Linked DNA regions of Zea mays: region 1 is linked to region 2. A link is a contact called in public Hi-C data. All regions are on one chromosome and are shown on one strand. Each heading gives the region's core, a stretch centred on a gene start, on an enhancer-like site or on the middle of the called end of the contact. The rest is flanking DNA. Distances are from core to core; before and after follow the strand shown. Region 1 holds the start of LOC103647104 (phosphatidylinositol 4-phosphate 5-kinase 6). Region 2 holds the start of LOC100383038.

Region 1 (5,024 bases), core at 466-2,965, 180 kb before region 2:
GGAAAGGCAGCAATGATTCAGATGATCAGAAGATAAAATATATAGCCTGCAAATGTCAGATGATCAGGAGATAAATATGTAGCGTGCGAATCGCGAAAGTGCAATGGCATACAGTCCAAGACGAAGCAGAGTAGAACACTTACACACCTGATGCCAAGCTGCAGGTTGAGCATGAGCTCGTAGTTCCTGTGCCCCTTGGAGATGGTCTCCCCCTGCTTCTTGCCCGGCCTCGGCGGCGTGCGCATGCACGACGACGTCCGCAGGCACGACCTGTCCGCGCGCACCTCCTCGGTCTCGCCACCCTCGGCGGCGGCCGGCTGCAGCATGTCCAGGTCCAGCGACGCGCTGCTCCTCCTGCTCACGCTGGACCTCCTGCCTTGGTCAAGGCTAACCTTGGGCGGGCGCCACACCGGCTTCTTCTGCACGGCCTCCACGCCGGGCCACGTGAGGACCTTCTGCGACGGCATGAGCGACGCCGTCTTGCCCTCGCACACCTCTAGCTCCTGGAGCAGCGCCGTGATGGGGTCGCAGGGCTCGCGGGGCACGGGCACCGCGGGGCCACCGGACGGCGGGTAGTAGACGCCGTCGGCGTGCACGGCGCCGGCCTCCTCGCACCAGGTGCCGATGTACATCCCGCCGTCGGCCCAGCGGAACGTGCCCTGGCCCTTGGGCCTGGTGTCCTCCCAGGCGCCGTCGTAGCGGTCGCCGTCCGCCCAGATCACGGTCCCGCAGCCGTGCATGTCGCCGGCCCTCCAGGTGCCGATGTACTCGTGGCCGTGGCGCCAGATGTAGCGCCCGTGGCCGTCCTGCAGGCCGTCGCGCCAGTGGCCGTCGTACACGTCGCCGTTGGCGTACGCCTGCGTGCCCCGGCCGTGGCGGAGGTTGTTGGCCCAGAGCCCCGCGAAGGTGTCCCCGAACTCGCCGATGTAGGTGCCCTGGCCGTGCATGTACCCGCCGGCGAAGTCGCCCTCGTAGGTGGCCCCCGAGGTCCATGAGAACTTGCCGCGGCCGGACGCGCGGCCGCGGCGCCAGGAGCCCTCGTACATGCTGCCGTCGGTCCAGAGGAACTTGCCCGCGCCGTGCGGCTGGTCCCCGCGCAGGTCGCCCTGGTAGAAGTCCCCGCTGGGCAGCAGCTGCTCCGCGTGCGTGGGCTCGCCGGCGTCCTCGTCCTCGCCGGCTTCCGAATCGTTGCCGCCATCGGTGCTCGTGTCGCTGTCCTCGCCGTCCTCGTGGTGGTACTGGTAGATAGTGCTGGACGCGGAGGAGGAATTGATGGAGAGGAGACTGGGCGTGAGGGCGGCCCCGCCATCGGCGCCGTCGGCCGCGGGCCCTGTGGCTGTCGTCGCGCGGCGGATGGTCTGGAGCTTGCGGATGCTCGCTTCCCACAGCCGGCTGGCCGGGGCGGGGAGCTGGCTCATCTTCCTCGCCGACGTCGCCACGTTGGCGTCGTTTGGTGTGTCCGTGTGTATGTGTATAGTATAGGTACGTCGTCTCAGCACGACCGGGGCGGGGCGAGCCTGTGCATGCTGGCGGTGGGGGGGCGCCGGAGCGGGACGGGGCGAGGCAATGGCGTGCGCGCGCTGGCCTTGGATTACGAGTTCTACGCTCTCGGTGGTTGGAGGCTGGGAGGAGTTGTCGGGGCGACTCGGGGGTGGGAGGCTGCCGAGGAGAGCTCGGGAGCGCAACATTTGGAGGGAAGCGGAGGCAGCGCCTCGGCCGTTGAATTGAATCCAGTCCAGGCATTGTGTTGTGCACTGCGCATGGGAATGCATGCCATATTGCCATGCCACCATTTCTCTCTTCCTGCTCCAAGCTTTTTCCAGGCCAGCAGATGGTTGATACCTTTTCAATTCTTTCCATGGCACGGCAAAGGCATCAGTTGCTGTCCTCCAGACCAGCAGCAGCTCGTTGACCTGAGCTTTGGAGTTAGCCCTGTGCGACACGCGGGTCAAACAGCTCCTCTCCATTAGGCTAGGCTGTAGACCTACATTGTGTTTGTGGCATTTGTCTTTCTCCAGAGACTGATACTATACTTGTCTCTGTCTCTCTGACATTAATGGTCCAGCTGTGATGCTGGGAGGAACAATAAAATTGAAATCTTTATTAGAGCAAGCCTAATAATTGTAACAAAACACAACACCAAGTTTAAGTTATTTATCCTGGCGTATTAAGTCGAGGAAGACTATGGCATGTTCAGTTTGAGAAATAAGATAATCTATCATTTTTCTCACCCTCTTCTTTTTTTGTTTGGTTTGTAGAATGGAATAGATTAGGGATGGCAGCGGGTCGGGTTGTGTTCGGGTATGATAATACCTGACCCGATGTCATACTCGACCCTTATACAAATATCCATACCCACCAAGTCAATTGGGTAAAATGGACACATACCCGTACCCAACGGGTATCCGTCGGGTATCGGGTATCCGGTGGACGCGCGGGCCTCGGTGACGGGCGGACGGCGCAGGAGCCGAGGAGCGCAGGCGCAGCTGGGCGGTCGGGCCTCGAGGACGCCGCAGGGGCGCAGGCCGCAGCCGCAGCTCGGCCGCTCGGGGCAGGAGCACCGCAGCGGGCTGGACTGGTGGCGGCTGGGCGGGGCTGGCCGGCTGGGAGTGGCGGCTGGGGCCTGGGGCGCTGGCGTAGGGGCAGGGCAGGGGCGCTGGGCGCAGGGGCAGGGCGATGGCGGCTAGCAGGTCACGGGTGGTGGCCTCGCGGGGTGGGCGTAGGGAAGGGAAGGGAACTTAGGTTAGGGAGTTAGGGTTAGCCCTTAGCCGGTTCACTGAATTGGGCTTCTTTTCTTTGCTTCATGGGCCAAAAACTGAAAAACACAACATGTAAAATTATGAATTAATATTTCGGGTATCCAGTGGATATCCATGGGTAAAATATACTATCCGTACCCTACCCGACGTATTTCGGGTACTCGACCCGATAGGATCCACAGGTGAGATTTCAAACCCGTATCCATGTCCACCGGGTATGAAACCCGTGGGTATCCATACCCATGGGTCCAATTGCCATCCCTAGAATAGATTGATCCATCACAACTTCATTCCTCATAGGCTTATAATTAATAATAATACGAGGAATGAGTTTATTCCACTAAATTTATGAAATGGACTCATGATGCACCACCTCATCTAGAATAGATTGACTCTACAAATCAAACACCCCTTAAGTAGATATAGGCAGAATAGTGCTAGCAAATTACAACATGAGAGCGAGTCTGACTCAGGAACAATTACCTTGATCATCTTCTATTATATCTTTACTGTCTCTAGGTCAAATTAACTTGATTCTATGCTATCTTTAACCAGAGTAGGTTAAGGTCTTCCTCTATTATAAAACAACCGTGCAAACCACTGATCTGATATGGTCATAGTTGTAGCATGATATACAAGCACATTCTACTCTAACATTCTCCCTTAATCATAACTTACACAAGACTATCCCTAAACGAAGCCAACTTCTACATAGTTAGTGCTTTGGTAAAGCCATCTGCAACTTAATATTTTGTAGATATGATTTTGATCTCCAAAAGTTATCTGCCTACTCTTTCTCTCATAAAAATAAAAATTCAATATTAACATTAGATTAACTATAATATAGGTTGTTCTAACAGTTTCACACTAAATCATTGCAGCAAGAGGACAAGAAATCTTTAGCTTTTATAGAACTACACCCACATAAAGGTGTTGGCTATAACTATATATTTAACTTTAGCACTTCAGCACAACCATTTTGTTGATGAATATGGGAACATGACACTAGATATGTGATGCCTATTTTGGTGAAAAACAAGTTCAAACGCTAAATACTCGCCACCCTGATTAGTTTGTACACCAACGATTTTGGTGTTGAAGTGACATTCAACCACATTCTAAAATTCAACAATTTTTAAAAGAATTCATACTTGAATCTGAACATGTAAATCTAGCTAAACTTGATAAAATCACCAATAAAGACGGCATATTATTTTTTAGACCAACTAAATCAGGAGCAGATTAGAGATGGTAATGGGTTTGAAACCCGCAGGTATAGGGTTTATAAACTCGTACCCGCGAGGATAGTGTTAAACACGCACCACTCTTACCTGCTACCCGTGGGTATCACAGACCCGTGGGTATGTACGTATGTACGTACGTACGTACGTACGTACATACATACATACATACATACATACATACATACATACATACATACATACATACATACATACATACATACATACATACATACATACATTGTGTGTGTGTATATATCCAATGTGAGTGTATATATCTAATGCGGGATCATGGGCATGGATACAACTTTTTTATACCCCCGAGAGAAAAACCCGCCAGGTTGAGAATCAAGCCCACACTCGTACTCGCGGGTACAAACTCAAACATAAACCCGCACTCTATTAGTTTTTTTACCCACGAGCATGCGAGTAAAATGTGCTCGTTGCCATCCCTAGAGCAGATCCCCATACATCAGAGAACATAAATTCAAGAGGCTTAGATGAAACACTAGTTGGTATAGGATGACTCTGTGTCTATTGAGAGATATGAGAGACTAACTCTTTTGACTCACTAGAACAAGAAATTTTATTTTGATCGACTAATTTATGAACAATATGAAAGGACAAATGATCAAGATGATTATGTCATCGATGAGGGGACATCTTAATGGCGCCAAGAGCCTCTCGCTCGAGGCTTGGTAAGGGATAGAGACCATATTCACATCTAACCTGAAGCAGAACTTTCTACGTGTCTAGATCCTAAATTGAAAAAATGACAAGAAAATATTAAAGTAAGACATTGTTGTCTTTGAAAAATTGATATATAGAAACTATATTCTCTGTAACACGAGGACCATGTAAGACATTATTGAGATGCAAGGTTTTTACAGGGGTATTGATAACAACATGATCGATGTTGTTAATGTTCATACATGCCTAGCTAGCTGTGATGATTTGATTAGTACTAATTAGTAATTATATTAGTTACTTAAACAATTTTGAACCTAATTATGCTTTCATCTCC
Region 2 (5,297 bases), core at 2,073-4,572:
TGAAGGCATGAAGATGTATTTTGAGCAGGCCAACAGCAGCAGCGAATGCCTGTACCTCCCCTCTACTAGTATTCCCGGCATCAATGGTCCCTACAAATCCGTTCCAGCGTCAACGCCTGGTTTCCCTGACCACCCAATCTCTCTCAAAAGTGAAGGCGCTATGAAGGTGTGCGCTACTTACGACCCCAATCCCGGTTCATCAACACCGACGACGCCGGCACAATTCTGTCTTGGAATGCTATTTGACCTGGCATAAGTCATATATATACTTTTTGGAACGAAGGCAAAAGTACTCTGGATAAGTCACGCCCGTTAAATTAAATATATTTATGTACATGTAATAATGCGTGACATGTCGTTGGTGTTTGTTTGTACCTGTGTTGGTCTCAGAATATCAATAGACTACCATATACTTATTATACTGGAAAAGTATATTAATGAACTAGTGTTTTCATTATTATATTGTACCCCTCCCTCTATACGTACGTATGCATTTCTCGCGCTAGTGCTACTGTGTGTGCATGCGCCTTGTTGCAATTGCTAAATGTTAGGTGAGAAGATCCCATAGCGGATACAAGCATGCACTCCTTCTGAATTCTTTCCTCTACCATTCACCACATATGACATATAAGTGATCCGTTTTAACGATTTCACAGGATTGTTGTAACAGCTAGCGGTTGGAGAGAAAAACTGCCATAATTAATAGCCATGAGGCAGGTCGATCAAAAAATTAAAATGAGTAAGGTCACTTTCGTGTGTTAGGCTGTAACACCTCGAAATCTCATTTTTTACGATTAGGTAAAATTTTCCAAAGATTTTGAGTTAGAATATATATTTTTTAAAAACTATTGAAGTCATATCCCTCCTAATAAAGAGTTCAATAAAAGGTACCCATATGAAGTTAGTTATCCCACTATCAAATTAAAAGTATTCTCTAAAAAATCAAGCTAAAAACATATCTTGGTGTAGTTTACATTAGAAAATATTTTCCCAAACAAGATATTGCTTCATGTGTTTTATCATAATATCTAGAGGCATATAATGGGAAGGATAAAGTGTTAAATAAATAAGGGATTGAGCACTCCATGCTTATGAATTTGTTGTGAAGCATTTTATTGAAATAAGGAATCATAACTTAAATTTGACCTCAAATTATAAATGAAGGTATAAAACAGAAAATGAGAAAGGAAATTTTAATAAAATTATTTATTCCTTCCATAAATAAATAATACGGAGTAGAATAAATAGTAGTAGTGTAAACAGTAGAGTTAATATTCACATTTGGATTATTTCTGCCACTTGAAAATTTGAAGTTCAAAACCAGAGTTTAAATTTTAGTTTGAAATTTGGAAATAAAAAGAAAGGAAATAGAGAAAATAGAAAACCCCACCTGGGTCGGATCTAGCGACGCTCGGCCCATTTGCATGTCTCCCGCCTGCCGCTACCTTTCACGCGCGCCCTCCCCTGTGACTGCTGCGCGGACCCCGCCTGGCAGGTTTCTAACGTGTCCGCGTGAGGCCACGGAGTTGGGTCGCTGCGCTATGGGAGTATGGGACCCGTTCGTCGTCTACTTTCTCGAGCGCGCGGGATCGTCCGGCGACCACTGGCTCGCGGGGCCCTTTTGTCTGTGAATCCGCACGCTCTTGTGTACCCGGCCACTGCCGTGTAGGGCCGTCGGGTCGGCGTCGTCCCCGTCTTTCTCGCCGCTTCGCAACAACCGGAGGAATACTGAACCCAGTCAATTGCGCGGGGTCGCACTGAGATTCTTGGGGAGGTTTGGTGCTAGGTTGTTAGGATGCGGACTCCGTCCCTGTCGCCCCGTTTCTAAGGCTTATAAAAGCTCTGGTGCGGCCGTGGTTCCGTCACCGTGCCTTCAAGAGTCTTCCGTCGGAGCTGGGATTGAGAGAAATCCGCGTGTGCGTAAAATGGGGGGGGGGGGCATTGTTGGTTGAGGGGCTCTGCCTGGTTGTCGTGAACCTGCACGGAGCTTTGGTGGGCGGAGCTAGGATCGGGGGAACCCTCGATTGGTCGCCGACGTCCGATTCTTGCATCTGGGTCGCGCTGCACCATGGGCGGTTGTCTCTGCGCCATAATTCGTGGTAAGAAAATCCTCTTCTAGCTTTGCCTTGTCCCCTGCATCAAGTAGCAGCGCTCGAATTGGGTTATAGGCATGTGATTTGTGGCATGCAGTACTCCGGTGTATGGGCTGGGTCCGCCGTGTGGGCTGGGTCGGTATCCTGGTGGGTGATGACCCAGGGTCGTCGGATCTGAAAGGGAAATGTGCCTTTGGGCCATTTCTATAATGTTTTGGTGATTAAATGGCTAACACATAGTAAATGAGCTGCTATGTGACAAACAAGCAAAAAGTGCAAATTATATAACAAGATATGTTTCTAGACTTAGTAATTGGTTTTTGTATACTAATGTATTTATCTAAGTGTTAGAAACAGAGTAGAGAAGAAAAGAAACGAATTGCAAAAGACTTGGCTGTGTGCAGCCGAAGTCCAGCTCGGCCTGGCACACCGGACTGTCCGGTGCGCCAGGCTGGTCTCCGGTGAAAATGCCGCTCTCGGGATTCGACGGCGGCGTACGACTATAATTCACCGGACTGTCCGATGAGTCATCCGTGGTGAACTCGTTGCCCTCGGAAAAAGCAAAGGGGCGACGTGGCTATAATTCACCGGACTGTCCGATGAGCCAACAGTTGCCTGCACCAACGGTCGGCCGCGCAATCTTCGCGCGACATGTGGACTGCTCCAATGGTCAGAGGAGCAACGGTCGAATATGCCATTTTTGGAAGGAGATCGCGCACCGGACTGTCCGGTGCGCCACTCGACAGAAGGCAAGGATAGCCTTCCTTGTTGGTCTTCAAAGGCTCCTAGCTGCCTTGGGGCTATAAAAGGGACCCCTAGGCGCATGGAGGAGGAATCCAAGCATTCACTAAGTATTCTAAGGCATCCAAACTCTACTCCCGCGCATTCGCTTTGTTGTGTTAGAGATTTGAGCTCCATTCGAGTCGCGAACTCCCTGTGTTGTCATTTGAGCTCGAGTCTTCACTTGTGTGCGTGGGTGTGCTGCGTATTTGAGTCTTGCGTGTTTTGCTTCTCCCAACCTTACTCTGTGCCTTTATTGTGATTCTTGTTGTAAGGGCGAGAGACTCCAAGTTGTGGAGATTCCTCGCAAGCGGGAAAATACTCTAAGGAAAACACCGTGGTATTCAAGTTGATCATTGGATCACTTGAAAGGGGTTGAGTGCAACCCTCGTCCATTGGGACGCCACAACGTGGAAGTAGGAAAGTGTTACTTGGCCGAACCACGGGATAAAGTCGTGTGTCTCTTGTGATTGCTCTCTCTGTGATTATTTGTGTTCGCAAGAGCTCGCCTCATAGACTTGATTAAACTTGCGCTAATATCTCCTTAATCAAGCTTGTTAGAATTTAGTGTTGAATTTTACAGGATCACCTGTTCACCCCCCTCTAGGTGTTCTCAATTGGTATCAGAGCCGTACTCTTCATCTAAGGGACTGTAACGCCCTGAATTTAGGGGTAGAATTTTTTCCTCTTTTTACTCACCAAATTCAGGCGTTACTCTCTTTTCTTTTCCTGTTTCGCTCCTTCTTCCCAATTTCAAAGCAATATAGCGACTGGTGTCCGTGTCATGTGTAAACAAAACCTAAGTGGTCATGAGTGTTGCATCATGCCGAATCATATTTCTTTGTCTGATTTCGTGCTTAATCGTGTGCGTTGCTTAGTTCCGTTTCAGATTTTGCTTCGTGGATTGATTCCCGATCTGTGGTTGTGCGTGCCACGGGGTTTTGGCCCGCGGTGCGTCCCAGCCCAGCCCGGCCCGGCCCGGCGCGCCCCTGGCACCCGTGCCCTTCCCCATGCGCGCCCCCCTGGTCCCTTCCTCTCATTTGATTTCTCCCGCGCAGCAACCTCTCTCTCTCCCCCCGTGGTGCCCTAGGTTTTGGAGACGGTGATCGCCGGATTTGGACCCCGAGGTGAGCTCCCCTCTCCCTCTCCCTCTCCCTCTCTCTCCTCCTCCCCCTCCCCTTCCTTTTCCCCTGCGCGGGTTCCCTGTGCGCGTCCCCTACGTGCTCGCGGCCCCGTGGCCTCGCGCGTCCGCGCCCTGGCGGTGGCTCGCCCCGGCGGCCTCGCCTGAGGCCCCCGCGCTCGTGGCCCCTGCGCGCCCGCGCTCTGCGGCGGCTCGCCCCACGCCCTCCCCGGCGGCCCTGCCTCGCGCCCGGCGGCCTAGTGCCCCGCGGCCCCGCGCACCCCCTGCGGCTCGCCCCCCGCGCCCGCGTCCCGCGCGTCCGGCCCCGTGCCCCGGCGTCCGCGTTCCGCGCGCTCGGCCCCCGCGCCTCGTGCCCCGGCAGCCGTGCGCCTTGGCAGCCCTCTCGCGTGCCCCATCGTGGCCTCGTGTGCCCCCGACGCGCGCGCAACTATAGTTGCGCAGCGTTCGACTTTCAACTTTATCCCTTTTTCAATTTTAGTTTAGTCGATGTGTTGTGTCATGCGCTTCGTCGCGCGACGATTCAATTTAAGTTCATCTTTGTTAATGATCTGTGTCGCGCGCTTCGTCGCGCGACATTTCGTTTTAAATTCAGTTCAGTTGACGTATGCCGTCGTGCGTTTCGTCGCGCGACGCCTAATGTCTCTTTATAATTATTGCAAGTGTCTCGTTGTGCGCTCTATCGCGTGAGGAGTCGTTTATTTCTTAATTCAATTTAAATGCTGTGTCGCGCGTCTCGCCGCGCGACCATTTCCTTTAATTCACCTTTATCTGCTTATAATGATTAAATATGGAACATGACTTTACCTTATTCTAAACGCAATGGCTAAATTAATACCATCCTATTTAGACGAGTATTTTAATTTATAATTGTGTAACGTGATTGCTTCTCGACCGTAGCCTCGATCGTTACTTTCTCTTTCTCGCTTAGTCGTAAGTGCGAGCCCTGCGTCGAACGTCTGTTTATTTATTGCCTTCCATTGTATGGTGTACTGTTCATTTGTATGAAATGTGTGGAATGTATGCTTGAACTCGTATAGATAACGGTCAGTTGGTGGAGTCCGAAGGAGTTGCAGGTGAAGACCTTGAGCAGCAATCGGTTGGTGAAGGCAAGTGTCCCTTGACCCATCTATGTCCTACTAATTCTTATAATTCACTTCCCGCATTTACACATTTATACCTAAGGATTGACTAGTTTTTGTCTATCTTGTCCTTGTTTACCTATTCTGGTTGGGTTATTTCAGTTTAGCTTTATGCTAGCGCTTCACATTAATCAATGAACATGA

Evidence for each region. Hi-C and Micro-C count contacts between places; a contact is called where the count stands out from the background.
Region 1: a Hi-C map of ear shows a contact between it and region 2, with 2.6 times the contacts expected there. The contact joins the promoter of LOC103647104 here to the promoter of LOC100383038 in region 2. A contact is called at or near these places in 2 of 25 Hi-C or Micro-C datasets (ear and tassel).

Annotation. Positions count from the first base shown.
Region 1 is chr2:150,327,314-150,332,337 of Zm-B73-REFERENCE-NAM-5.0, reverse strand. LOC103647104 (phosphatidylinositol 4-phosphate 5-kinase 6) reads right to left here and starts at 1,715. Exons shown (of 8, transcript XM_008671655.4): 1 at 148-1,715. The coding sequence starts at 1,688.
Region 2 is chr2:150,147,384-150,152,680 of Zm-B73-REFERENCE-NAM-5.0, reverse strand. It overlaps LOC100383038, which reads right to left and starts at 3,322. Exons shown (of 1, transcript NM_001175715.1): 1 at 1,878-3,322. The coding sequence starts at 3,011. The coding sequence ends at 2,601.